Linked DNA regions of Mus musculus: regions 2, 3, 4, 5, 6 and 7 are each linked to region 1. The links are chromatin contacts, called in public Hi-C, HiCAR-type and promoter capture Hi-C maps. All regions are on one chromosome and are shown on one strand. The core of a region is the stretch at or near the end of the contact, and the rest is flanking DNA. Distances in the headings are between cores, read along the strand shown. Region 1 holds the start of Asph (aspartate-beta-hydroxylase). Region 2 holds the start of Rad54b (RAD54 homolog B (S. cerevisiae)). Region 3 holds the start of Virma (vir like m6A methyltransferase associated). Region 4 holds the start of Esrp1 (epithelial splicing regulatory protein 1). Region 5 holds the start of Dpy19l4 (dpy-19-like 4 (C. elegans)). Region 6 holds the start of Ints8 (integrator complex subunit 8). Region 7 holds the start of A630034I12Rik (a long non-coding RNA gene).

Evidence for each region. Promoter capture Hi-C pulls out the DNA fragments that hold promoters and counts their contacts. A called contact is a pair of places that touch in the nucleus more often than the background predicts. HiCAR-type assays count read pairs that join an accessible place to other places. Capture Hi-C pulls out chosen DNA fragments and counts their contacts.
Region 2: a promoter capture Hi-C map of adipose tissue shows a contact between it and region 1, with 6 times the contacts expected there. The contact joins the promoter of Rad54b here to the promoter of Asph in region 1. A contact is called at or near these places in 1 of 39 promoter capture datasets (pre-B cells), 1 of 484 Hi-C or Micro-C datasets (CD8 T cells) and 1 of 9 other capture datasets (adipose tissue).
Region 3: a HiCAR-type map of astrocytes shows a contact between it and region 1, with 2.3 times the contacts expected there. The contact joins the promoter of Virma here to the promoter of Asph in region 1. A contact is called at or near these places in 3 of 39 promoter capture datasets (cranial neural crest, hippocampal neurons and liver) and 1 of 115 datasets of contacts at active chromatin or transcription factors (astrocytes).
Region 4: a promoter capture Hi-C map of cranial neural crest shows a contact between it and region 1. The contact joins the promoter of Esrp1 here to the promoter of Asph in region 1.
Region 5: a promoter capture Hi-C map of pre-B cells shows a contact between it and region 1, with 3 times the contacts expected there. The contact joins the promoter of Dpy19l4 here to the promoter of Asph in region 1. A contact is called at or near these places in 3 of 39 promoter capture datasets (cranial neural crest, liver and pre-B cells).
Region 6: a contact with region 1 is called in a Hi-C map of muscle stem cells, with 5 times the contacts expected there. The contact joins the promoter of Ints8 here to the promoter of Asph in region 1. A contact is called at or near these places in 6 of 39 promoter capture datasets (the 3T3-L1 cell line, cranial neural crest, liver and 2 more), 1 of 484 Hi-C or Micro-C datasets (muscle stem cells) and 1 of 115 datasets of contacts at active chromatin or transcription factors (embryonic stem cells).
Region 7: a contact with region 1 is called in a promoter capture Hi-C map of liver, with 5 times the contacts expected there. The contact joins the promoter of A630034I12Rik here to the promoter of Asph in region 1. A contact is called at or near these places in 6 of 39 promoter capture datasets (cranial neural crest, frontonasal cranial neural crest, hippocampal neurons and 2 more) and 3 of 115 datasets of contacts at active chromatin or transcription factors (astrocytes, large pre-B cells and pancreatic cancer cells).

Annotation. Positions count from the first base shown.
Region 1 is chr4:9,667,453-9,670,787 of GRCm38.p6, reverse strand. It overlaps Asph (aspartate-beta-hydroxylase), which reads left to right and starts at 1,626. Exons shown (of 24, transcript NM_023066.3): 1 at 1,626-2,007. The coding sequence starts at 1,878.
Region 2 is chr4:11,557,054-11,560,388 of GRCm38.p6, reverse strand. Rad54b (RAD54 homolog B (S. cerevisiae)) reads right to left here and starts at 1,469. Exons shown (of 15, transcript NM_001039556.3): 1 at 1,376-1,469. It overlaps LOC115489931 (predicted GPI-anchored protein 58), which reads left to right and starts at 570. Exons shown (of 3, transcript XM_030253962.1): 1 at 570-585; 2 at 1,097-1,546. The coding sequence starts at 570. It overlaps Gm35693 (a long non-coding RNA gene), which reads left to right and starts at 1,563. Exons shown (of 3, transcript XR_390401.4): 1 at 1,563-1,714; 2 at 2,358-2,475; 3 at 2,736-2,937.
Region 3 is chr4:11,484,265-11,487,599 of GRCm38.p6, reverse strand. Virma (vir like m6A methyltransferase associated) reads right to left here and starts at 1,642. Exons shown (of 24, transcript NM_001347055.1): 1 at 1,495-1,642. The coding sequence starts at 1,557.
Region 4 is chr4:11,385,245-11,388,579 of GRCm38.p6, reverse strand. It overlaps Esrp1 (epithelial splicing regulatory protein 1), which reads left to right and starts at 1,797. Exons shown (of 16, transcript NM_194055.3): 1 at 1,797-2,275; 2 at 2,805-2,933. The coding sequence starts at 2,144. Gm35631 (a long non-coding RNA gene) reads right to left here and starts at 1,448. Exons shown (of 2, transcript XR_390400.3): 1 at 1,396-1,448; 2 at 1-715. RefSeq lists an enhancer at 1,528-1,557.
Region 5 is chr4:11,320,343-11,323,677 of GRCm38.p6, reverse strand. Dpy19l4 (dpy-19-like 4 (C. elegans)) reads left to right here and starts at 1,541. Exons shown (of 19, transcript NM_001081201.2): 1 at 1,541-1,678. The coding sequence starts at 1,663.
Region 6 is chr4:11,252,632-11,255,966 of GRCm38.p6, reverse strand. Ints8 (integrator complex subunit 8) reads left to right here and starts at 1,708. Exons shown (of 27, transcript NM_001159595.1): 1 at 1,708-1,986; 2 at 3,017-3,191. The coding sequence starts at 1,857.
Region 7 is chr4:11,189,615-11,192,949 of GRCm38.p6, reverse strand. It overlaps A630034I12Rik (a long non-coding RNA gene), which reads left to right and starts at 1,720. Exons shown (of 3, transcript XR_001784240.1): 1 at 1,720-1,805. Ccne2 (cyclin E2) reads right to left here and starts at 1,241. Exons shown (of 12, transcript NM_001282943.1): 1 at 1,135-1,241; 2 at 233-269; 3 at 39-135. The coding sequence starts at 246.

The sequences.
Region 1 (3,335 bases), core at 377-2,876:
GGAGGAAGGATTTATGCAGCTTAGACTTTCACACTGCTGGTTCCTCACCAAAGGAAGTCAGGACTGGAACTCAAGCAGGTCAGAAAGCAGGAGCTGATGCAGAGGCCATGGAGGGATGTTACTTACTGGCTTGTTTCCCCTGGCTTGCTCAACTTGCTCTCTTATAGAACCAAGACTACCAGCCCAGAGATGCCACCACCCACAATGGGCTGGGCCCTTCCCTCTTGATCACTAACTGAGAAAATGCCTTACAGCTGGATCTCATGGAGGAACTTCCCCAACTGAAGCTCCTTTCTCTGTGATGACTCCAGCTTGTGCCACGTTGACACACAAAATCAGCCAGCACAAGGGATTAAAACATTTGTGGAAGCTAGTTAAGATTGAACCTTTAAAGCATCAACTCTATAATAGTGTTTTGTGAGTAATTAAAATTTTTTATCTTGGGGATGGAGAGTTATTTATCTATTGTAGTTTAGATATCAGCACCTTCCATTAAGTGATATGGATCAGATTTGCCTCTCTGCCTCCCCCCATTCCCATCATTGTTTCCTGCTGAAAGAATGTCCTTTGTGGGCAAGAAGTTGTGTTCAAAAGAGAGGACTCCTGGGTGCCGAGGAGGCTCAGAGATAAAGAAATGCAGTAAGAATGGACGGCAGCACCCACCTTCATGGCTGTGTGAAAACGATGCCCTCTTTTTCCCTGTTCTGTGAGGCTCTTGGGTTCCACTTTTTTCCCCGGGCGGTACCCAGTATTCACAGCTGACAAGGCAGAGGCCAGTGGACCCTAATGATGGTCAGTGGTGGTTGAGGAAACTGCAGTCTCAGAAGGGGTCGTCCCACAGCAGTGGCTCACTCTGGGTCTTCTACAAGGGGCTGCTTCCAAGAACTCCTGGAAGATCTCGACATTGACAGCAATGTATTAAATCACCACATACTTCATGTTTTTTTGTTACCCACAGACACCATGTGGGCAATTGGTAACAAATGATCATGGTCTCTGCTGGACCTTGGCTGGTTCATCCAGCTGTTGCCATTTTTCTTTTGAATATTCAGTTCTCAATCCCGACGCAGTACACTGCATAAGCATAGGAGATCAATGGCTGGGGACATGAAGAAATTCTAGGTATTAGTGTGATGAGAGTGTTGTGCATGGTTAAGAAAATAGGGTTTTTGAGTCATGTTAACATTTTAATGTCTTAACTAAAGGTTCTCCAAAACTACTGATGGCACAAATCCTTATTTTTGACACTGGAAGGCTCAACAATCACAGTGTACTGGCGGAACTGTGGCAAATCCTTTTCAAAGAGAGGGCTTGCACCCTTGGTCGTACTTAGGCACCGGAACCAAATTCCCAAGAAGCCAAGAGGTGGTGCGCAGCTCTCGGGCACCGCCCTCATACCCGCCCCATCCCGTTGGAGCCAGAACACCAACGCTCGCGAGAGTCCTGCCGGCTTCCACGTTTGCCACGTTCCAGAGGATCCAGGCAGACTAGAAAGCCACAAGCCGCTGGGGCTTTGCAGTCACTGCGCAGCAAAAGACAAGCTTTGGCCTGAGGAGGGCAGGCGCGCGTAGCCTGCCCCGCCCCCTGCCAGCGGTCCTCGGGATTGGCTCGTGTTGGCGTCTTTCAGATCTGGTGGGTGGGCAGAGGCTGGCGTGGGCGGGGCCGAGGCCGGGGGGAGCTGAGCGCTCTTGGCAGCCTAAGGAGTCGCAGGCTGGGCGCACGCGAGGCTAACCGCGCGGCTGCACGCTGGTGCAAGTCGTCCGAGGCGCAGCGAGCGCAGTGGACGCTAAGGCGCTGCTACAGGAGTCTCGAAGCCCCGGTGTCCCTAGTGCACTCAGCAAGGCCCCGGTTCTCTGCAGTCCCCGGAGCAGCTCGCGATGGCCCCGCGCAAGAACGCCAAGGGCGGCGGCGGCAACAGCAGCAGCAGCGGCAGCGGCAGCGGCTCGGGCAGCGGTAGCCCGAGCACGGGTAGCAGCGGTAGCAGCAGTAGCCCCGGGGCTCGGAGAGGTCAGAGTCCCCGCAGGCCAGGCCCTGGCTGCGGGCGGGAGCCGGGTGGGCGCTGCAGGTCTGGTCTGATCCTACGTCCGCCGCTCCTCTCCATCCTTAGCGAGGCTCCTGTGTGCGCGGGGCGAGGCCGCGCTCACCGGGCGGGGAGGCGGAGGAGCAGAGTCGGCCGGAGGGGGACCCCTAGCACCAGCCTGCCCGAGCATTGGCCGGCCCTTTCTTGCCTTTCCTGATGGAAGCTGGGTGTAGAGGGCCCTTTATCTTTTTGCAGTTTTCGGGGCGCTTGACCCTGAGCCAAAGTCAGAGAAAGTAAGTTTCAGCCTGGCCAGCAGCGTTGAGGAGCGGCTTGGAGGAGTGTATTCAAGGGCCGGGATGAGACTTGATGCTTCGTTCTTGCAAATTATTTTAAGGAGTTTTGTTTAGTTTTCTTAATATGTATTGCGTTTGCCTTTTAAAATACAAAGGGACATCATAAAGTACTATAGGGATTTTCTCTGTGCCTCCTTTTTCTTTTCTCAATAAAATAAAATAAAATCATAACCCCCCCCCCCCCAAAAAAAAAACCCAACCAAACAAAAAACCCAAAACCCACAAACAAAAAACCCTACTGGTTATTCACCTTTCTTCTCCATGTGCTTAGCCAGCAGAGTGGAGAACAGATGTTTTAAATCTGTTTCGTGTCAGATTTCACCGGTTCTCGGTTTCTCTTATATTTCCTTTGACTCATATTTAGAATATTGGAACTGGAACACACATGTGTATTGAATGTGAGCTCTCAATATCACTGGAAATGATTTAGATTCTATGCTTTGGTCTATGGGCAGCTCATTATTATATGTCATATATAGATTGGATGATTATGGTTTTATTAGTATATGTCAGGACGATAGATGAGCCAACTATGGTTTTTCTTCATAGCACTTGCTGTCTTCATGTATATTCTGTCTTCATGTATTGTCTTTGTTTCACTCTCTTCTATTCCCCATTATCAACTAGAATAGTTCGTTTCCTTAATAGCTGTGCAATAAATATTTGATTAGAAAATGAATGAATAAATGTAAATGGGGAAAGTTAGGCAGTTAAATCCATTGTACACATTAACATTCTGAGAGCTGTTTGTATTCTTAATGGAAAGGACTCTATGTACACAGTTTGAGGTCCAAGGCCACTGTAGTAATTAATTCACCTCAATACCGGTAAAAATGACATTCAGGCTCTCTGGCTCCTAAGTCAGCTAATCTGACATCGGCAGCGCCATTGCTTTGTGGTTGGAGCATAGATTTGAAGTATGTGAATGAGAAGAGCCTACTGAATGTTGAGGAGAAAGCTAA
Region 2 (3,335 bases), core at 220-2,719, 1.9 Mb before region 1:
GCAAATTATGAAACTGGTGCTTTGTTGATCTAATTTGTTGATGCATTTAAAAGTAAACTACAGGGGCTGGAGAGATGGCTCAGCGGGTAAGAGCACTGACTACTCTTCCAGAGGTCCTGAGTTCAATTCCCAGCAACCACATGGTGGCTCACAACCATCTGTCATGGGATCTGATGCCCTCTTCTGGTGTGTCTGAAGACAGCTACAGTGTACATAAAATAAATCTTTTTTTTAAAAAGGTGAACTACAGAAATTAGTTTATTTCCCAAAACATATTAGCATCTTTACTAGTTTGTTTTGTTTTCTAGGACAAGGGCTCTCTATAGATCCTAGACTGGCTCTGAACTTGAGATCTTCCATCTCCGACCGGCTCTAGCTGGTTTGTAAACTAGTTTTGCTGAGACCTTTTTTACAGGCCCTAGATGTAAAGCCACTTGGCAGCTCTATTGAAATGCTGCGATTTCTGAGGCTTGTAACACGCTACGGCTGAGATTAGGTCTCCCAAGGAAAACGGCCAGCCCAGGCTGATATCTGGAGCACATCATGTTTGCCTTAATAACTGTGCACCAATGACCTTCCCAGCAGGTGATTCTGCAGTTAGCTTAAATCCGTGTCTCCTCTTGTGTCTTATTCACTCTTAATCACACTCAAGCATACGACTATGCAACGGTGAGATTAATTTAAGAATTCAGAACAAAGCTTGACACACAGTACTCAAATACTTTCTGTAATATTATTACTTATAATTACTGTTGCCTGTTTAATCCACAAAATCCTATGAAATCAGAAACAACAAAGGTCCCAGGAGAGGAAAGACAAGAGGGATTATAGAATCATAGCCAGAATCTCTGCCTTCCTCTGGACTACATGGGGAAGAGGGTGTGGCAACTTCTAGGATGCAAGAAAATAAATAAAACTCCAACAGCTAGCAACAGGCCTTGCTATTTCTGCTTTTTGGCTTCCAGCCACGTTGGGTAATAAGATTTCCATTTCATACTGTAAATTCCCCTTAGACTTTGGGACTCCAATCTACCTACCTACAAAATCCTCCATAATTAATGTAAATGGTGTGTTTTTGTTTGTTTGTTGAAACCAGGAGCGGAGAGAGGGCGAGAGAGAACTAGTGGGTGGGTAATTCGCCTAGGGGAGGTGCTAGATGGTTCCACAAGCTCTTGGCTGACACCTGATGTTCTCTGGCCCCAGGCGGCCTCGGGGGCCGTGGCCTCCGAGATCGCTCGGCCCGCAGGACCCGCCCCCCTGCCCCCTGCCCAGCCAGCGAGGGCGCTCCCGCCGCCTCGCCCAGCTCCCCGGGACCCGCGCCATCCTGCACCAGGCCCCGCACGCGCCTCCCCGGGCCTCCGCTGCAGAGACCTACCCCGCAGGCTGACCGAAATCGCGAGCGCCCCGCAGCAGGTACCAACGCCTGCCGCCGACCAGCTCGAGCTTCCCGCCTTCCTACAGCCAACCACGGGCCGGGCGCCGAGCATGCGCACCACGGCGTGCAGTGCTGGTCCCGCCCCCGACTCTGATTGGACAACCGTTGCAGGTACCTTTGCACTTCCTTTTACGTGGGTCTAGGTTTGGTTCCGGTTGACTGCTAGATCTAAAACGAACCGATTTGGTTTCAGTCTTCAGGTCCTAGCTGAGGCGATAAGCCTCACAACTTAAATCAATAAATTAGGATTCGGATCATAGAAGTGTGTGCACCACTGAGGTACACGAAATCCTGTTACTCAAGTGACACTGAGCTACAGTAGTTGCAGCCCCTGTTTTACAAGCCCTTTTAAGGTCTAGGAGTATAAAAACAGATGCGTGATTATTGGACTCTCGTGAAAAGGAGAAGAGCTCCTTTAAACTTAAAAAAAAAAAGACACTATCTTAAAGTATTGTAGACAAGGTCTTGATAGACAAAGTCTTGCTGATCCTTCTGCTCTAAGAATTCTGGAGATAGATCCTTTGAAAAGAGAGAGTGGTTAAAGGTCATTCACTAGATTTTATACACGTTTGACAATTAAAATGCATCCTGTTCTGGTGTCTCTGGACACTGCACACATGAAGTACACCAACTTAAGTGCCTGCAAAACACCCATAGACATAAAACTTAAGTAGACCCTTCCTCCGAAAACAAGGTTTTTTAGAAACCTTTGACCAGTCTAACTTCAGAAGCCACCAGTGTTGTATATGACCGTTGTAAGATATTTAGTGATTTTTTTCTCTTAAGATGCACACACTCACACACACTCACTCACACAATTAGCGATGCAGTTTCTATTAAAGCCTTGCTTAAATCTACATTAACATCTCTTAACTCAAATTTGGCTTCCCACTGACTTCTGAAATTATTTTCTTTGGCAAAGTTAAGAAGCACAGCCTCATCTGAGCAGAGGTCTCTGGTGAGACCCCTCCGGCCGCTGCAGGTGGAAAGCTGTTGTTTGCTGCTACTATGGTGCCTCTCTTTCCACGGGGTGAAGTCAGGTATGCTGGCACACACTTATAATCCCAACACTCAGGAGGTTAAGGCAGAAGGATCACCATAAGAGAGCAGCCTGGGCTACATAGCAAGACTGTCTCAAAAAGCAAACAGGCAGACACATAAATAAGTAAATAGTCTTGTTAAAATGACATAGACACAAAAATTCTACGCATTAATGGGCACCATGAGACGCTTTTACTTGTGTATGTATTGTAATCAAGGTAAACACACCTACCGCTTTAAATTCTTATTTTTTTTTTAGGGTGAAAACTTTGGAAACCCTTCCTTCTGGCTTTTTGAGATATACTGTACAACTCTCTCTGCAGTCACCCTGCTATGCAACCTCGTGCTAAAATTCTTCTAGCTTTCTGAGTGTGAACTAAAGTTTCTTCTTCATAGTTAGCATTTCACTTCATCTGAAAAGCTACAGGTACAAAGATTAAATATGGACATTTTTCTATGGCTTATTTGTATCTCATGTGCACTGCTGCTTTGCCTGCATACATGCCTGTGTGAGGGTGTCAGAAGCCCTGGAACTGGAGTCACTGACAGGTGTGAGGTACCATGTGGGTGCTGGCAATTAAACCCAGGTTCTCTGCAAGAGCAGCCAGTGCTCTTAACTGCTGAGCCATCTCTCTAGCCCCTTTATAAACATTTAAATATAGGCGTTTTGTTTTTTAAGTTCAGTCAGTAGCAGTTTTAAGTACAAAGCAAACAATGTAATAAGGTTCTCTATCCCCTTTCCACTACACACACACACACACACACACACACACACACACACACACACTCACCTAGACAAAGTATCACTGTGCAGCCCAGGCTGACCTAGAACTCCCTATGTAGACCAGGCTGGCCTTGA
Region 3 (3,335 bases), core at 393-2,892, 1.8 Mb before region 1:
ATGTATGCTTCTTCCAAAAAAAATTGTTTTAAGACAGACTCTTACTATGTAACCCTGACTGTCCTGGAACTTGCTATGAGAGTTCACTGGCCTCAAACTCACAAAGATCTGCCTACCTGGGCTTCCCAAGTACTGGGATAAAAAACATTAATGCCATGCCTGGTTCTTTCTTTAAATTTTATTGTTCTCTACTTCCATAAAGATGTTTGTTCTGGTAACAATTTTGCGTTTGGCAGCCATTTTGCGTTTTCTCAAGTCTGGCTGGAATTACATAGCCCAGCAGTCACTCATTCATTTATTCAAGAAAATGCAGCCGTACTCATTTCATTACTTCATAAGAGAACATTTTAAATCTCTTCTCATTCAGATGCTTATGTTTTCCTAGGTACGGTCTAAACCCAGGACATACAACCGAGAAAGAATAGGAGACACTCTACCCTACTTTCATGTTGTCATATTAAGAGTACAGTAGGGTTGGAGAGATGGCTCAGCGGTTAAGAGCACTGACTGCTCTTCCAGGGGTCCTGAGTTCAAGTCCCAGCAACCTCATGATGGCTCACAAGGAATCTGATGCCCTCTTCTGGTGTGTCTTAAGACAGCGACAGCGTACCCACATACATAAAATAAATAAATCTTAAAAAAAAAAAAAAAAAAGAATACAGTCTTCATAGAAACAAGACAATCCCCAAAGAATGACTCTCGAAATGATTAGGTTTCCGGTGAAACAAACAAATATGAGGCTTGTTCATTTACTCTCTCTTCCTCGCAGCCGAATTTCTCTGTGGACTTCGTTATAGTTCATTTTTGCGAATCTTCGTTAATTCGCTACATTCAGTACATTCAACTTAAGAATTCCAAGGCCTTTCAGGGACGCTAAAGTAATTCTGTACACAAAACTACGCAACACCCCACCTTCGTCCCCTGAAAACAACAGACTTGCTTTCTAATGACAGTCTTTAGTCCTTCAATACTGCATGATTCGCAAGTGTCCTCCACGCAAAGGAGATTCTCGTAGATCTGTCATGTCCTAATAGGTGAATTCCTTCCCAAACTATTGAAGTGCTATGACAAATTGAGCAATGAGACCGCCGTTAGAAGAGAGATAGAAGAGGACTTAGGATCCTGGATAGTCCGTACCCTGAGGGCATCCAGAACCCGACACTACTGTCAAAAACCAGATGCCCAAGCTCACGCCTGCATCCCACCCGAAGTACACCTGAGACCAAGGACCCTCCGCAGGACTCAACGCTGACAGGACAAACTGTCAGCAGCGCGACTGACTCGACTGAAGCCGCGGGCCCCAAATCAAAGCCGAGAAAGGCAGGGCCGCCGCCCAGGGCCACCGGGCTCGCACCGGGCTGGGGGAGGGGGTGTGGACCAGAGGACCCCCGCGCGCGCGCGACTGAGGGAGGACACCGCCCGGACGGCCCCCGACTCCGCAGCAGGGGTACCGGAACTGAGGGGCCGTGTCGAAATCGGGTCGCGAGGCCTTACCTCAGCGCTCGGATGTTTAAAAGTATCTAAAAATAGCAGCTCCATAGACGAGTCCACCGCCATGTCTGCCGCGGGCGGGGGACCGGGAGATGACTTCCGGGGCAGCTCTCCAACCTCCCAGGCCGAGGCTCCAGCTAGGGGGAAAACTGCAGTACTTCCGGTAAACAGGACGCTGTCGTCTCAAGCCTCCACCAATCCCATCGCAGCTTGCTGACTTAAGCCGTAAGCCCCGCCTCCTCCAGCGCGGCGGAGGGCGCCTTCTGCGAGCCCAAAGGGGCAGGGAAAAAAAAAAAAAAAGAGGGGCGGGGACTACGGTGTTTGCAGTGGTCCAAATCCCGTGGTTCTCCGGAGTAGCGGAGCCACGACGCCTGCGAGAGGCGATGAGTTCTAGAAGATAGGAAAGTGTGCCAAATCTAGACACACGGCACCGTATGCCTCCCACGAGGCATGCTCTCCAAACAAAACCATGCAATGAGGGAATCTGAAAAGACACTGTTTTCAAAGAGAAGAAAAGAGCACACACAAGGCCAGCCAGGAGTTGAATCCCAGCTTGAGCTACATGAGACCGTGTCTCAAAAAATGAGGGAAAGGGAGAAAGAGGGAGGGAGACAACTTGTCTCAGCAAACGAAAGGAAAATTTTCTCGTTTATGAAAATGTTAAATATGATGAATAATCCCACGAGCTGATTATGAGGATTAATTCTTATAAGGTTCAAAAAGGTATATAAATGAAACGTCACGAATATAAGAGAGAGCACAAAGTCTATTTCTGGCTGACAAGCAGTCTGCCAATTCCAGCATTTAAAGGACAAAGGAAGAGTTTGAGCTTCAGACCAGCCTAGACTACTACTCCGTGAGACCCTGCCTCAAAATAAAAAGTGTGTTTGTTTTAATTTTATGAATAGTTTCTCTGTCAAGTGCTGGACACTTGAAACTATACATAGTCCTAGGGAGTGTTAAGAAGGAATTTTTCTCTATTCTGGTCCTCTCAGGAACCACCCATCAAGACACAAAGTTGTAGCAAAACAAAAGCAGATCAGCAAAAGTAGGAACAGGCCATCAGGGAGAGAGTGGGGTGGATCAGCTCAGTGCCTAGGCTATCTCCCTCTCAGGGTTTATATAACTGTCTCTTTGTCGTGCTCTGCTGAGGAGGCTTAAAATGTCTCCATTCTCCTGTATGTTTGCCAGAATTGCTTTCAACTAGACACTGTCTATTCATTTGTTAGATTTGTTCAAGGTCTTGTATTTGATCTCATGACCTTCCCTTAGGACATTTTCTTCTTTTTAAAATTGAGGTTTCGGGGGCTGGTGAGATGGCTCAGTGGGTAAGAGCACCCGACTGTTCTTCCAAAGGTCCAGAGTTCAAATACCAGCAACCACATGGTGGCTCACAACCATCCATAACGAGATCTGACGCCCTCTTCTGGAGTGTCTGAAGACAGCTACGGTGTACTTACATATAATCAATAAATAAATCTTTAAAAAAATAAAAAAAATAAAAAAAAAATAAAATTGAGGTTTCACACTGAAGGCTGAGGCCAGGATTTTACAATAGACTGGCAGGCTATCTAAACAAGGAACAGGACTCAAGCTGTCTGTGGGATTCCCCTTTTACCGACGTTTTTCATGTCTATCTTCTGCTTAACAAGACTATGTGGGGAGGGAACAGCAAGTAAACGTGCATATTCTTCTCCCTCAGCTAGGAAAAACAAAAAACAAAACCAAAGAAATACCTTTAAGTCTAAAAGTCCACTCATACTCTTGTTTTTCTCCAGTTCTGGAAATCAAACCTAGGATCTTGAGGTTAGGCAAGTACTCTAAAAGGATCTATATCCCTAACC
Region 4 (3,335 bases), core at 548-3,047, 1.7 Mb before region 1:
TCCGTTCTTTAAAACTTGTCGTAGGAACGATGGATCCAAACTCCAAAGTCCTGTCGGAGGTGCTTCAGGTGCGGCTGTGATCACTTTCTCTGCAACCTTCGCTTGCCTGACTTGGGGCCTCCCAGCCCGGTGTGCTGAGCGTGCCGCGGAGTCTCGTGCCTTTGCCAGGTGTTGCCTCTTCGGTAGAGCCGAGCAACCGAGATGGTCACGTCTAGAGAGCCCTGGGGCGACGCGGCTCCGCAGAACCGGCTCCTCCAAGCGGCCTCGCCCACTGCAATGCAATCTGGGTGGTTTTTCCAGATTCCCCGCCCAGTCCCAGCCCCCTCGACTCCAGGGGACAAGGAGGCAGGCTCGGAGACACCGGGGCTAGGGCGGGGCCAGGAGAGGCACCCGGGGACTCGGGAGCTGAGCGCGAGCCAGGCCTCCGCCTGCGATCCCGGACGCGGCTGCCACCTGCACCGCCGGCCCCCGTCTCCGGCCGCACCTCATCCTACCGGGAAACGCGCGCCGCGGGCCTCCGACTCCTCTCCCCACTCCCGGGAGTCAGCTCCCGCTGGGAAAGCGTAGTCTCTAGGTTGTCCTGACAAGGGTCCCCCAGGAGAGTACCAATAGGTTCCTGCGGTTGCAAGGGTGTGGCCGCTTCTTTTCACTGCAAGGATATGCAAGGCCACACACCGGGCGCCAAACGAGTAATATTTCAGACGGAATTCGGCTCCTAAGAATAGACCGGTTTAAAACAGAAAACTCGAGGGAACTCCACCGATGGCACTTTTCTAAAGTGTCAACATAACCTTATATAGCTCTTGGTGGCTTGTGGCAGGGCTGGGGTGGTTGGTGGTGGAGGCGCAGGAGTCTATGGGCATAAGTTGGCCAAGTCACACGCTCCAAGAACAAAAGGCAGGATATTTAACGAAAAGTGCGTTTGGCCTGACTGAAAAATCTCTATGAGGGCTGCGGGGCAGATGTACTTCTTAGCCAAGGCAAGTCACAGTTAACTGTGTCTGCGTCCTAGAGGGTGTTCCGGTCTCGAATTAGCAGCCAGCACGACGAAGATGTAACAATTATAGCAATAGAGAAGGGGCTACAGGTCCTTCCTCCCGAGGTTCCCCAGCTGCTTCGAGGGCTGTGATTGCATCCCAGGACCTGCCTAGCCAGCCAAGCGTCGGGTTCTGCGGCTCGGGGGTGGGGGCGGAGGCTCGCCCCGAGGTGGAGAGAGCGAATGCCAGCCTCCCGCGCCGTGAGGGGCAGGGCCAGCAGGACACCCTCCTCCGGCTGTTTGCACAGAAAGGTGTGCTGGGCTCAGGAGCGGCGTTTGCCGGGTTCCGCAATTACCCGCACCAGCTTCCCGGGCAGCCGTAGACCCGTCCCTCCCACGCGCCGCGCCCTGGGCCTCACCTCTGGCCTTCTTTTACCTTTAGGCACCTTGGTCATTCGCGCGACCCCTCAGCTTCTCCTCCCCCCCCCCCCCCCACACACCCTCGGCCAAGCCAACCCTCCAAATCCCTCAACGCTGCGTCCTCGAGCAGGGACCCTTCTCGTCGTCGTGCCCCCCGCCCCTTGGTCTGGCCTTGGCTACCCTCCTGGTGACAAGTAGCTCTTCCCCGCCTCTCTCTTTCCCTCCCCTTCCCCCAGCCCTTGCTTCCCCATTCATCCAGCCTTTGTCTCCCGCCCTCTCTTCTCCCTCCCCCAGCTCCCCTCCCACCGCTGCCACGTCGTGGTTTGAAGGAGCCAATGGCCGGGCGCCGCCAGGTGTCTCTTACCTGCACCACGTGGGGGAGGGGGGAAAAGGGGCGGGCAGGTAGAGCCACATCCCAAAACAGAAAAGCTTTCAGCCATTGCGCGCGCCTCCCGGGGGTGCAGCCCGGCTCCTGGGTTTTTTCTTAGACGCACCAGCAATTGGATACAAAAAGGGCAGGCCTGCTCTTCCCTCCTTCCACCCCCCTTCCTGCCCAGGGTGTGGAGCGCCGGCCAGGTGTGGGCTTGGGTGGCAGGTTACCGCCTTTTGCCCTGGCGGCCTCGAGGAGGGGGGTGGGCGCTTTCTTTTTCTCTTGGAAGAGGGTTTTAGCACAGGTTTTCTCGTTCTCACTTCCAACCCCACCTCGCCGCCTCCCGGCCCCCCTCCTCCCCCTCCCCACCTATCGTCATGACGGCGTCTCCGGATTACTTGGTGGTGCTTTTTGGGATCACTGCTGGGGCCACCGGAGCCAAGCTGGGTTCGGATGAGAAGGAGCTGATCCTGCTGTTATGGAAAGTCGTGGATTTGGCCAACAAGAAGGTACTTTACTATGTTCTGGTCCAAACGAGGAGTCGGGGCAACAACTTTATTGAAGAAAGTTGGAGAAAGGGTAGTCGGTTTCTTTTCCCTTTCCTTTTTTTTTTTTTTTTCTTTTCTTCACTTTTCTTTAAGTGGTTGCACGCTTATGAAGCGGGGCCCCGAGGCCTAGAGAATCCATAGCAGAATCAAACCTGTTGGCCAACCACCTTGGAGCCGTTTAAATCTTCTGAAACTTGGCTCAGGTAGAAAAAGGCCTCTCGCTGCCGAGCCGCGTTCTCTGAGAGTCGCAGAACGCCTATGCCAGGCTGGTGGTCCCCGGGGCGCTAGGGTCCCCTCCTTGGCCTGGGCGACTTGATCCGGGTAGGGTGGGGGTGGGGCGACCAGATCCCTGGGTTTCTAGGGAGCTTTGATTCTGCTGTTAGGTGCCTGTAGAGCTCGAGCCGTCCAGGAAAAGCCAGGGAGGAGGAAGGATTTCCAAATTGAAAAGGGGGGAAACCGACCCCTTGTTTTCTACCCCTTATTCCCCGAGGTGGGACAGCTGCACGAAGTACTAGTTAGACCGGATCAGTTGGAACTGACAGAGGATTGTAAAGAAGAAACTAAAATAGACGCCGAAAACCTGTCTTCCGCGCCGCAGCTGGACCAAGCCCTCCGACAGGTGACAGTTTTGGCCAGGCCACGCCGCCCACCCCCATCCAGGTGGCCCCCATACTCGACCCGACCCAACCCTGCGGCTCCACGCCCTCGTGGGGCGGCCTCTGCTTGTTTCTGGGGTGGGGTGGCGAGGTTCCCAGCCTTGTGTGTGGGAGTCCGGCCGGGGGGCGGGGGAGGGCTGCGGTGCTTGACTTCCCGGCCCCCAGGGTCTCGAGATTGAGATGGGCTCGAGCTCCTGTTGCCTCCTGAGTAGTTCTTTGGGCAGGAGAATCCGCCGCGCGAGGTTTACCTCACGGGCCGCCAGCGAAGTTGCAGTGCCAGCTCCGAGCTCACCCAGTCTCTCCTGGTATCTGGGTCTGTAGCTCGCCTGGGGTTGGAGGCGCAGTGCTGTAGAGGGGTAGACCCT
Region 5 (3,335 bases), core at 292-2,791, 1.7 Mb before region 1:
CAGAGGTCTCCTAAATGTCTAGTTTTCCCATTTCAGTTAGGCTGGGCCTTTCTGGGTTCTGTCACAGCTTCTAGTCTCAGCTAGACATCCTGTCTCAACTAGATATCCTGTCTCAGCTAGACATCCTGTGCTGGGCCTCTCCAAACCCTAGACATGAACCTAGTGTTGTGGAACATCCTTGTGGTTCCTTGGCTGTGTTGTGCAACCTAAGTGTTGAAACCCTGCCAATGGGAGCTCAAGCGCTGGGCCTCTAATTTTCTCAGCCTCCAGTATCACCAGGGTATACTCTGAGTCCAAGGCAAGGCAGAAAAAGAACTGGTGGCTCTGGCTGAACTCCCAATTAACCAGAAACAAGTGCTCTAACCCCCCCCCCCCCGTCCCTCCTGAATGTAGGATTGGACCCCCAATATCACTAGATCAGGATCCCACAGAATCAGAACAGATCCAGAAACCAGGCATTATAGGAAAAAAAATTAGGAGTTTCTGTGAATTACTATAGGAGGCCTACATAAGAAAGGAAGGAAAGAAGGAAGGAAGGAAAGAAGGAAGGAAGGAAAGAAGGAAGGAAGAAAGAAAAAGAAAGAAAGAAAGAAAGAAAGAAAGAAAGAGAAAGAAAGACAGACAGACAGCTATCCTTTTTTTGAAGTGGCTGTTCACTCATGCTTTTGGGCCAACTGAAGGCGTGCCACAGTGTTCTCAGTATGAGTCATGCACTGCACAACAAAATTAAACTGCATTCTATTGTTATGAAATAATCTCTATACATTCCTCATAGCAGACTATAAAGTACTATTGTGCTTTCTTCCAGAATATTGACATGAGCAAACATTTTGTTCAAGGCAGTTTTCGTGATTGACACGTTGCTCTCTCTTGTGTTTCCTTTTTTATATGATAATAACTTAATTTGCTTATGTAGCTGAGGTTGGCCTTGATAATGAACCTCCTTCCTCTACTTGTCACGGTCTGGGATTACAATAGGGAATAACCTGGTACAAACTTTTTTGTAGCCGCCAAGTGTCTACTAAACCAAACTGTGTATCACTCTTGCCATTGCAGCAGTAGGGAACCTGAGGCAAGTTGAGAGCAGCCTTGGCCATATAGAGAGATCCAGTCTCAAAAACAAACAAGCAAACAAACAAACATCTACTAATCCAAAGGACCTGCCTAGAACGTCTTGCCTGGCTTTGAAATCATCGTAACAAGTCCAGGACTCGTTGCTCTGCAGTTGAAACTCCGTTTTCTGTTTGAAAAATCGGCCGGACATAGGGACTGGATCTGGCCTACAGTCTATGACTTTCTGAGACGGATCCCAGCGTCACGAAAAGCTTGCTCTGGCTCCTGCTTTCCTGTGAGGCTCAGCAAGGAGCGAGGGCGGCGGCGGGGACTCGCTCCTCCCAGGAGCATTGCCATCCCGTGGCCATCGTGGGCATGGCTGAGGCGCTCTAGCGAAACGCTCCGGCCGGGCCCCGCTCCCTGCACTCTGGTTCCCGGAGCGCCTTGGAGGGACCCAGTTGGCGGAGACACCAGAGGGGGGCGGGTCAGGAAGTGGGGGCGCGGCAGCCGGGAGCTGGCCGGGGCGGCCGCGGGGTTTGGATACTCGGAGGTTTGGGAGACTCCGGGCTGCTCGGGAGCCGTAGGGCCACTCGGGTCTCCGCGGAGACGATGGCAAAGGAAGAAGGTGAAGGCTCCGGCGTGTAGCGCGCCAACTGCCGCGGCGGGCTCGGGAGAGGGGCCGGGCCTGACTGCTGGCTGCGGGCCGCGGGGAGCAGGGCGGGCGGGGGCGCGCGCCCCCGAGTTTGCAGTGGAACCGGGCGCGAGCCGAGAAAATGGCCCAAAGTTTCGTCTCCCGAAATAGGACGCAGAAGTGGAACTTAAAGTCAGGAGTCTCGGAAAGGAAGCTGTTGTTGGGTGGCGGGGCTGCGGGTCCGGAGTTGCTCCGCAGTGGAAAGCAGGACGAGCTTGGGTGGGTTCTGGTCCAGGCTGGAAGCTTTGGGTGCAGAATGGGAGGGATCGCACCCCTCGCGGGAAACTGAGGCTGGGATCTGGGATGGACGCGCAGAACCTGACGGAGTTCACTTGTGCTCTAATGGATAACAAATGCCAAAGGGCAGGGGCATGTAAGTGGTTTTAGGGGAGGAGGAGGTCAGTTTTAGGGTTAAAACTAATGGACTGGAGAGAGCTCTGCACGCTCCTCAGGGTCAGTGCCAAGGGAATTTATTGTTTAGCCAGCAATATTTATCCATAGAGGATTTGGACAGTGAGCAAAAGATAGGAAGCGGCAAAAAACTTAGCAGTGTACGATACATAGTGTAAAAAAGTATTGGTGGCATAGTAACTTCATGGGATGTGTATGCACGATTGAGCTCTTGGACTTCATTCGCTCGGATGAACAGTTACATGTTTCATTCTGCTGGAAAGCAGTTTTTATCTTACTGAGTGGAGTTGTGAATGCGACCGTTAGTTATCTGGTTTAGATTTAAGCCGTTGAACCAAGGAGACAAGAAGGGAGTTTGAAGAATTCAATGGAAAGCCATTTTTCAAAAGACTATTAGAAGTACATGCTGACTGGGACTAGATGTCCTGTCCCTGAGGTCATGATTCAGCCATTCCTCCTCTTCCTGCAGCTCTTCGTGTTAAATTTCATGCACATTTAAGATACTACCTAAAACCAGCCTCAAAACAGGTTGCTGGTAAGGAAGAATGTAATTCCTCTTTTTTCTTTAGCTATAGCTATATCTGTGTTTGCAATGTGTTATCATTTGACAAAGATTTTTTTTAAACTTTATTTTTGTGATTAGTTACAAATCTGTGTGGGTAGGTTGATAAACCAGTTTGTCTTTGTGAGCACATTAATACTTAACACAGGAGAAAAATCGCACAGTGCCACTAAAACTTGATATTGTAAATATGCAGAAATTGCATTTAAGATGGAATTATTATACTTAATAACTATGATGTGGACCTTTTTAAAAGGCTATATCATTTTGTAAAAGTAGTTGACTATAAACTGTTAAATGATTTTTGGTTATAGAATTACAGGTAATCTAAAAACATGTGTTTTATTCAGGACAATTACTGGGTGGCAGTTTTATTAAAATAATGGGTCCTTTCAACAAATATTTAATTCCTTGGCTAAGTCTCTATTCTTTTGGGTGCTGGGATATAATAGTCAACAAAGTATAAATATTTATTGTAATGATGTTTGTGATGATAATATTTACAGCAAACACGTCCCGTGTCAGGAATTTCCCCGAATCCCTTCTGTTTACATATCGTGTATTTATTATGTTAAAATTAGGCCAGTCTCTATATTCTTGTTTGAATTCAGGTCAGGT
Region 6 (3,335 bases), core at 459-2,958, 1.6 Mb before region 1:
TTAAAGACAAAATAATTCAGAAACTCAGCCCCAACTTAACACGGCAATCAGTGAACACTGACTGACTTCATTTCTTCAGATTGCTGAGTTCTCCATTCAGCTAGATACTTTTTTACAAAGTGATACAAAGAAGTTGAAAGCATTAACATGACTTTATAATAGCTTTAAATTTATTGCTGGTTTATAAAAGCCTCGATTCGATCAATCAAAGGCTTGCTATCCCAGCTATTCCTGTTTTGTTTTGTTTTCGAGATAGGGTTTCTCTGTATAGTCCTGGCTTTCCTGGACCTCACTCTGTAGACCAGGCTGGCTTCAAACTCAGAAATCTGCCTGCCTCTGCCTCCCAAGTGCTGGGATTAAAGGCATGCGCCACCACTGCCCAGTTTATCCCAGCTAGTCCTAAAGGATATAAGATCCATCAGAATATTTATAGAATAGTTTTACATATTCTATACATGGTTTTATTTTATTCTTTTAAAAAGAAATCTAAAGGGGCTGGTGAGATGGCTCAGTGGGTAAGAGCACCCGACTGCTCTTCTGAAGGTCCAGAGTTCAAATCCCAGCAACCACATGGTGGCTTACAACCATCTGTAACAAGATCTGACTCCCTCTTCTGAAGTGTCTGAAGACAGCTACGGTGTACTTACATATAATAAATAAATAAATCTTTAAAAAAAAAAAAGAAATCTGAAAACAAAACAACAGATAACCACCCAAAAAAGCCCACAAAGAGCTTAATCTATAATCCAGCACTTGGGTGGTTGATTCAATAAAATGGATGCAAGTTCAAGTTTAGCCTGGGCTACATAGTTCCAGGTCATTCTGGGCTACAGAGTGAAACCCTGTTTCAAACAAAGCAAAACAAAACAGGAGAAGCATCTAAAAGAAACTGACTAAATCTGAATTTTTTTCTTTGTTTCTCAGGGTCCCTTTATGAAAACAATCATCTTTAGTAACACATATCTGAAATTTTCTATGAGGTGTGTATAGGATGTCTGGGAGTTTTCTTCAAACTTTCTTCTGGATGTATTTTGTCCGGATCAGCTGGCCAGTCAGCTGATCACAGGAACTCTCTAGAAGGACCAATCTGGCTTTGGCTTTTGCTCTCCAAGTGCTGGGTTTTACAGGAATGCCCCACTACACCATGCTTTTTAGTTTTATTGATAATGATACTTAAGGACCTTTCAGAATGGTGGAACGCGTAAAATAGGGTTTACTGTGCCTAGACTGGAGATCTGAGGAAAATTAACTAGCTTCTTATTCCGAGAGTTAGTCTTGGGAAGTCGCAGAAAAGTTTGTTTTTTTTTTTTTTTTTTCTTTTTTCCGGAGCTGAGGACCGAACCCAGGGCCTTGGGCTTGCTAGGCAAGCACTTTACCACTGAGCTAAATCCCCAACCCCAGGAAAGTTGGATCTTAATTATGTAATAAGCCTTGGGAAACGGGGAGAGGAGTTAGGCTGGAAGGAGTCTCAAAAAGGTAAAGCACCCAAGACAAAGCAACTAGATTTGGTCTCTTTGGTTTTCTTACGAAGACATCGAACTCGCTTCATTTTCTCTGGGAATGTCCAGAGAATCTGGAGAGCCCCGCCAGAATCTAGCTTCTGAAGGGCCAGGAGACTCCATGGCAGCTAAGGGGCGGAGCAGTCTGCTGTTCCCGCCCCTTTCCTCCGAAGTCTAACTGGGATTGGTCGAGAGCGTGGCTAGCTGCGGATCCGGGGCCGGACTCTGGCCGACTACTACGCCATCTTGGGCTGTGCGAGCTGACTAGAGGTTCCGGGCGGTTTCGCTGGATAAAGGGACTGGGCGAGGGTCAGGTTGGAGCCCGGAGGCGGCGGGAGCAGCGGCGGCGGGGGCAGGATGAGCGCGGAGGCGGCGGACCGGGAGGCGGCCACCTCCAGCCGGCCCTGCACCCCGCCGCAGACTTGCTGGTTCGAGTTCCTGCTGGAGGAGTCGCTGTTGGAGAAGCATCTGCGCAAAGCCTGTCCGGGTGAGCGAGCGAGCGAGCGGGCGGGCGGGCGTGGTCTGCGGCCCGCTGCCTTCTGTCCCCCGCTGCCTGAGGCCTGGCCGGCGCCGCTGGGCCCAGCTCGACGGTGCCTCAGCCGGGAACGTCGCCGCGGAGCGTCTGCGGAAAGTTTCAGACAAAGGCTTTCGGTCTGCCGCGGTCCTCACAGCGAAGGGCGCCCGCACTCGCCGTGCGGGGGTCGGGTCGCCGATGTCGCACGGCCCTGGGGGTGACTTCGTGAGGGGAGAGCGGCTCTGCGGAGCCTAGAGCCGGCCGTAGCCTTCGGTTCATTCAGCCAGGGGATTGTGTATTTCACTGTTGAACCCCGAATTAATATAAATCCCCCGAAAACAGCTGCTTCGGCTGTTGTATAGGGATACCCGTGTTGGGCAAGGAACATGGCCCTTTTCCTCTTTCGGGCATTTTGGTAAAGGTACAATGTAAGGTCTTTACCTTTAGTTTGCTCAGTTCTCATCCGAATTTGGCCTTGTAGGAGACTACTTTGTGAAAAGTTGGCATCATTGGTGGGGCAGTTTTACCAAGTGTATCTCAGTGCTTTTAGAGCTTTCCTATTGACACATTGTTAGGGGCTAGGGTGCCAAGCCTCCGTGCTTAGCTCTTTAAATAGGTTGCGGTCCTTAGCGAAGCCTTCATTATAGTGAAGAAAGTGGCATTAGCCGCTACTTTACTGGTGGGAAACAAAGCTAGAGACAGTTCAATAAAAGACCCCTGTCAAAACACTACTTCTTTCCTCCAATTGGCATTGGTCTTATCTTGAACTGGGAACCTGTAATGCTTAGTTCTTCTCTGTGAAATGCTTTGTTATGAATCAGTTTTGAATCGTCCCCAGACCCTCTTGCTTATTAATTAAGCTGGCAAACGCCGATCTGCAGCTGTCTCTGACCACACCTCCAGATGTTTCGTGCCCCCCAAGTACCATAGTCTTTAGTATACGCGAATCCTTTTGCGTTTTTATAACGAAAACTTTAAGAATTTAATTTCTTTTAAATCCTAGATCCTGCACCAGTTCAGCTTATAGTTCAGTTTTTGGAGCAGGCTTCCAAACCTTCAGTTAATGAGCAAAACCAAGTCCAGCCTCCACCTGATAACAAGAGAAATCGCGTCCTAAAGCTTCTTGCTCTTAAAGTTGCTGCACATTTGAAGTGGGATTTAGACATACTGGAGAAAAGGTATAAAGCTGTAAATGGCATTACATTTGAAGCAGTGTTTGAATGTCTTTGTTTCTGTCTGGATTCTAATGTTTTTCTGATAGTGGCTTAAAATAAATTACTTTTCTGCATGTTCATGGCAAAACATTCAAGCATGTAAAGAAG
Region 7 (3,335 bases), core at 471-2,970, 1.5 Mb before region 1:
AATATTTTTCCCTTTCTCCCTCTTTTTCCTTAAATCACCTGTGCTGTTTTTCTCTTCTTGGCCTGAATTATCTGGGTTTCTTGCGGAGAGTCTGGCTGGTTGGGCTGGGCATGTTGCTTAGCTTGTAAACGGCTACTGTGATGAATTGTAGAAAGGAAGCTTAATTAGTACGTCATATATTTCAAAAGCAGCAGCTAATTTTGAAACATGTCTCCAAGACTAACACTGTTACCTGCGTCTTGACATTCTCTTCAAGGACTATGAAACCTCTAAATAGGGGAGAAGAAAAACAAAATCAAGAACATAGTCATCCATAATCTTCAAGTTCCAAATTAAAACTGATTCAGAAGTTACCAACTAACGTTACTAGAAGGTGGCCTAAACCTTTAAAAATAAAACACTGCACTATTTTCTGAAATACACTCGCTATCTCAGTAATTTTACATTCATGCTTTCATTTCCTTAACTGTACACTGGGAACGCGAGTGCGTTCAGGAATTTGCAAAGTCCCCTAGCACCCTTAGATGATCATCTGGGCCATTCATGCACTCCCCAGGACAACCAGGGTGGGAAAGGCACGTCCTGGCCTCGGCCGCCAGGCGCCTGGACGAGCCTCCAAGAGCGGGCTGTGGAGAAGCCGGTTCCGCGCCAATTTGGAGAGCGGCTGTGGCGGGGAAGCAGGGGGTGGAGGGAACCTTCTGGTGTCACGTCCTCCAGGCTCCTTTCCCTCCTTCCCAGCCCCACCCGGCGGGCAGTGTCGCTTGCAGGGGTGACGGGACCCCAATTCCAGAAGAGCAGAAGGAAAGGGGGGGGGGAATTAAAGGAGAAAACCGTGCTTAAGAATCTCTCCGTGAAGTGATCCCACCTTAATCCTCTCGCGCGGGAGACCTTCCCCAAGTGAGGATGGACAGAGAAGCTCCCAGAGAAGCTTTGCCGTGGCCTCTCATTTGGGGACACACTCCATCCCCTGCCTCTGCTTGGCCTCCTGACAAGAATCCTGACAGGGACCAACCTCGGGAACCCCTGAATTCCAGTCTCCTACTTCTTGTCCCACCCCCGCCCCCCATTTTTCCTCTCCCATGGCTCCCGCCAGACGTGGTTCCCTTAGCTCCCGCATGCCCCTGTCCCCAATACCTCCTCACCGCCAGACCCTCCACAGCTCGGCTCAGCTGGCGCCGGCGCCAACTCAATATATAGGCCGGGCCCGGACCGCCCCGCACGCATGCGCCGCAGACTGACACCTCGGCCGGCGCCTTCCCCTCCCCCACCCGCGCCCGCCCAGCTCGCCCGCGCGCGCCGCGCCCTGCCCTCAGTGCGCGCGGACGGGCTGGCGGGCGGGCGGGCGCCGAGTGGCCGTACGGCTGCCCTCCTGGACCGTGCTCCTCCGCCCCTCTCGGCGCTTCACCTGCGCGCGCCGCGGCTGCACGGCTCAGAGGCTCCTCCCCCATGCTGGTTGCCCACCACAGGCTCCCGCACGCCTTCCAGTTCGCGCCGGGCCCCCTCACGGTGGCTCTTAGATCTCGGAGTGTCAGGCTACGGTTCGGCTCCGCGTTTTGGCAGAGGCCTTGGGAGGGCTGGGGTGGGGAACCCCAAGTCTCCTCAGAGGCACGGGGAGCGGGAGCCTAGGGCCCACCCCTCCGGGAGGAGCCGGCCAATGGCAGGAGAGGACGGCAGCACAACGTGGAGCGGCCGCAGAATGTAAACACGCCGGAGCGCGCCGCCCGCCACGTGCGGAGCCGGAGCCATCCGCCGGGCGACGAGCGGGCGGCGGCGCACAGGAAGGTGCCTCAGCGCGGCCGGACGAGGTACGTGGGAGCCTTGTCCCCGCGCGCCGCCGAGCGGCCACTCCGCTCTTGCCTACGGCTCCCTCCCAGAGCCCGCGCGGGAAATATTGGCGCCGCGCGCTGCCTTTCTCCTCAGACGCCTGTTCCGGGCGCTGACCACCTCTCGGGACTCCAGCGGGCGCCCTCCCCGTCCGCACGCACGAGCGCCGAGGCTCTGGGGACCTGGCCGGAGAGCAGGACGGTCCGCACCACGTGCGCGCCCGGGCCGCGCCGCGCCGCGCCGCGCCCCGCCCCGGCCCTGCCCGGCAGCCAGCGCGCCCTGCGGAGCCCGCGCGAACTGCCTGCGCGGGAGCGCCTCCCGCCTGCGAGCGCTGCCGGGACGTGGCGGGCCGCCCCGCGCCGCTCCTAAGCCCCGGGCTCCGACTACCTCTCGGCGCCCTGCGCACCCTCAGGCCGGGCTTGCGGGTGACACGGCACACACAGTCCCGTGGCGCGACGCCGCTTGGGGAACAAAGACCACCCCCAGGCCGCGGAAGCGCAGGAAGGGCTCCCGCAGGCCGGCGGTCCCGCGCTTAGCCATCCTGGTCCGGAGTGAGCCGGTGCGAGGGCGCCAAGGACAGCGGCCGCGCGGCCCGGCCCTTCCCGAGATGCACCTGGAGGCCTCCGGCCGCGGTGGGCCTTTTGTGCCACGCTGTGGTTAAGAGCCCAGGAAGGCCCTCGTCACACTTCCCGGGTCTTCGCATGGTCCTTCACACCGGCTAAAGCTTACTTTCCCAGCTTTACACGTAGACAGGATCAGAGGAGACCCAGTGCCTTGTCTAGGCCTAAGGAGCGTTCACCCAACCCATAATTGCTTATCAAGACTGGGGGGGGGGGGGGGAGTTACCTCCCTTTGCTGGAGCTGTCGTCTTGTACAGCTTGAGATCTAACCCGTTATGGCAAGAAAGCAGAGGTGTGTTATCTGAGTGGAAGTAAAACTGATGGCCTACAGCCCCGCTCCATAGTGACTTCAAGACCAGCCTAGATTATGTGAGACACTGTCCTAAAAGTGCCAACTGGTGGCCTATGTAGGTGAACTTGGCCAGGATACACTGAAAACGAGGGCTGTCGTTTACATGGGATTGGTCTTAAGTATCATAAGTCCAACCGCATAAGTTAGTGTACGTACGTCATTAAAAATGTACTGTGGGCATATCTAAGTATTACGTGAACAGAGTAGCCATAGGAAAAGCAAAATTAGAATGATTGAATCAACGAAAACTAAGATAGCAAGCTGGCAGTGGTGGTGCACACCTTTAAGATCAGAACTCAGATGGCAGAAGCAAGGGACCTCTTAAGTTTGAGGCCAGCCTCTGCTATAGAGTGAGTTCCAGGACAGCCAAGGCTAGGCAGCAAAACCCTGTCTTGAAAAACCAAAAATAAATTAAAAAGTAAAACAAGGTACTTACAAGCCTTTATACATTCAGAATGGGAAGTATGGTATGTTTTCACATGTAGAACCTACAGCTCAGTGGTAGAGCACTTGGCCTATCATGGGTTTGATCCTCAGCA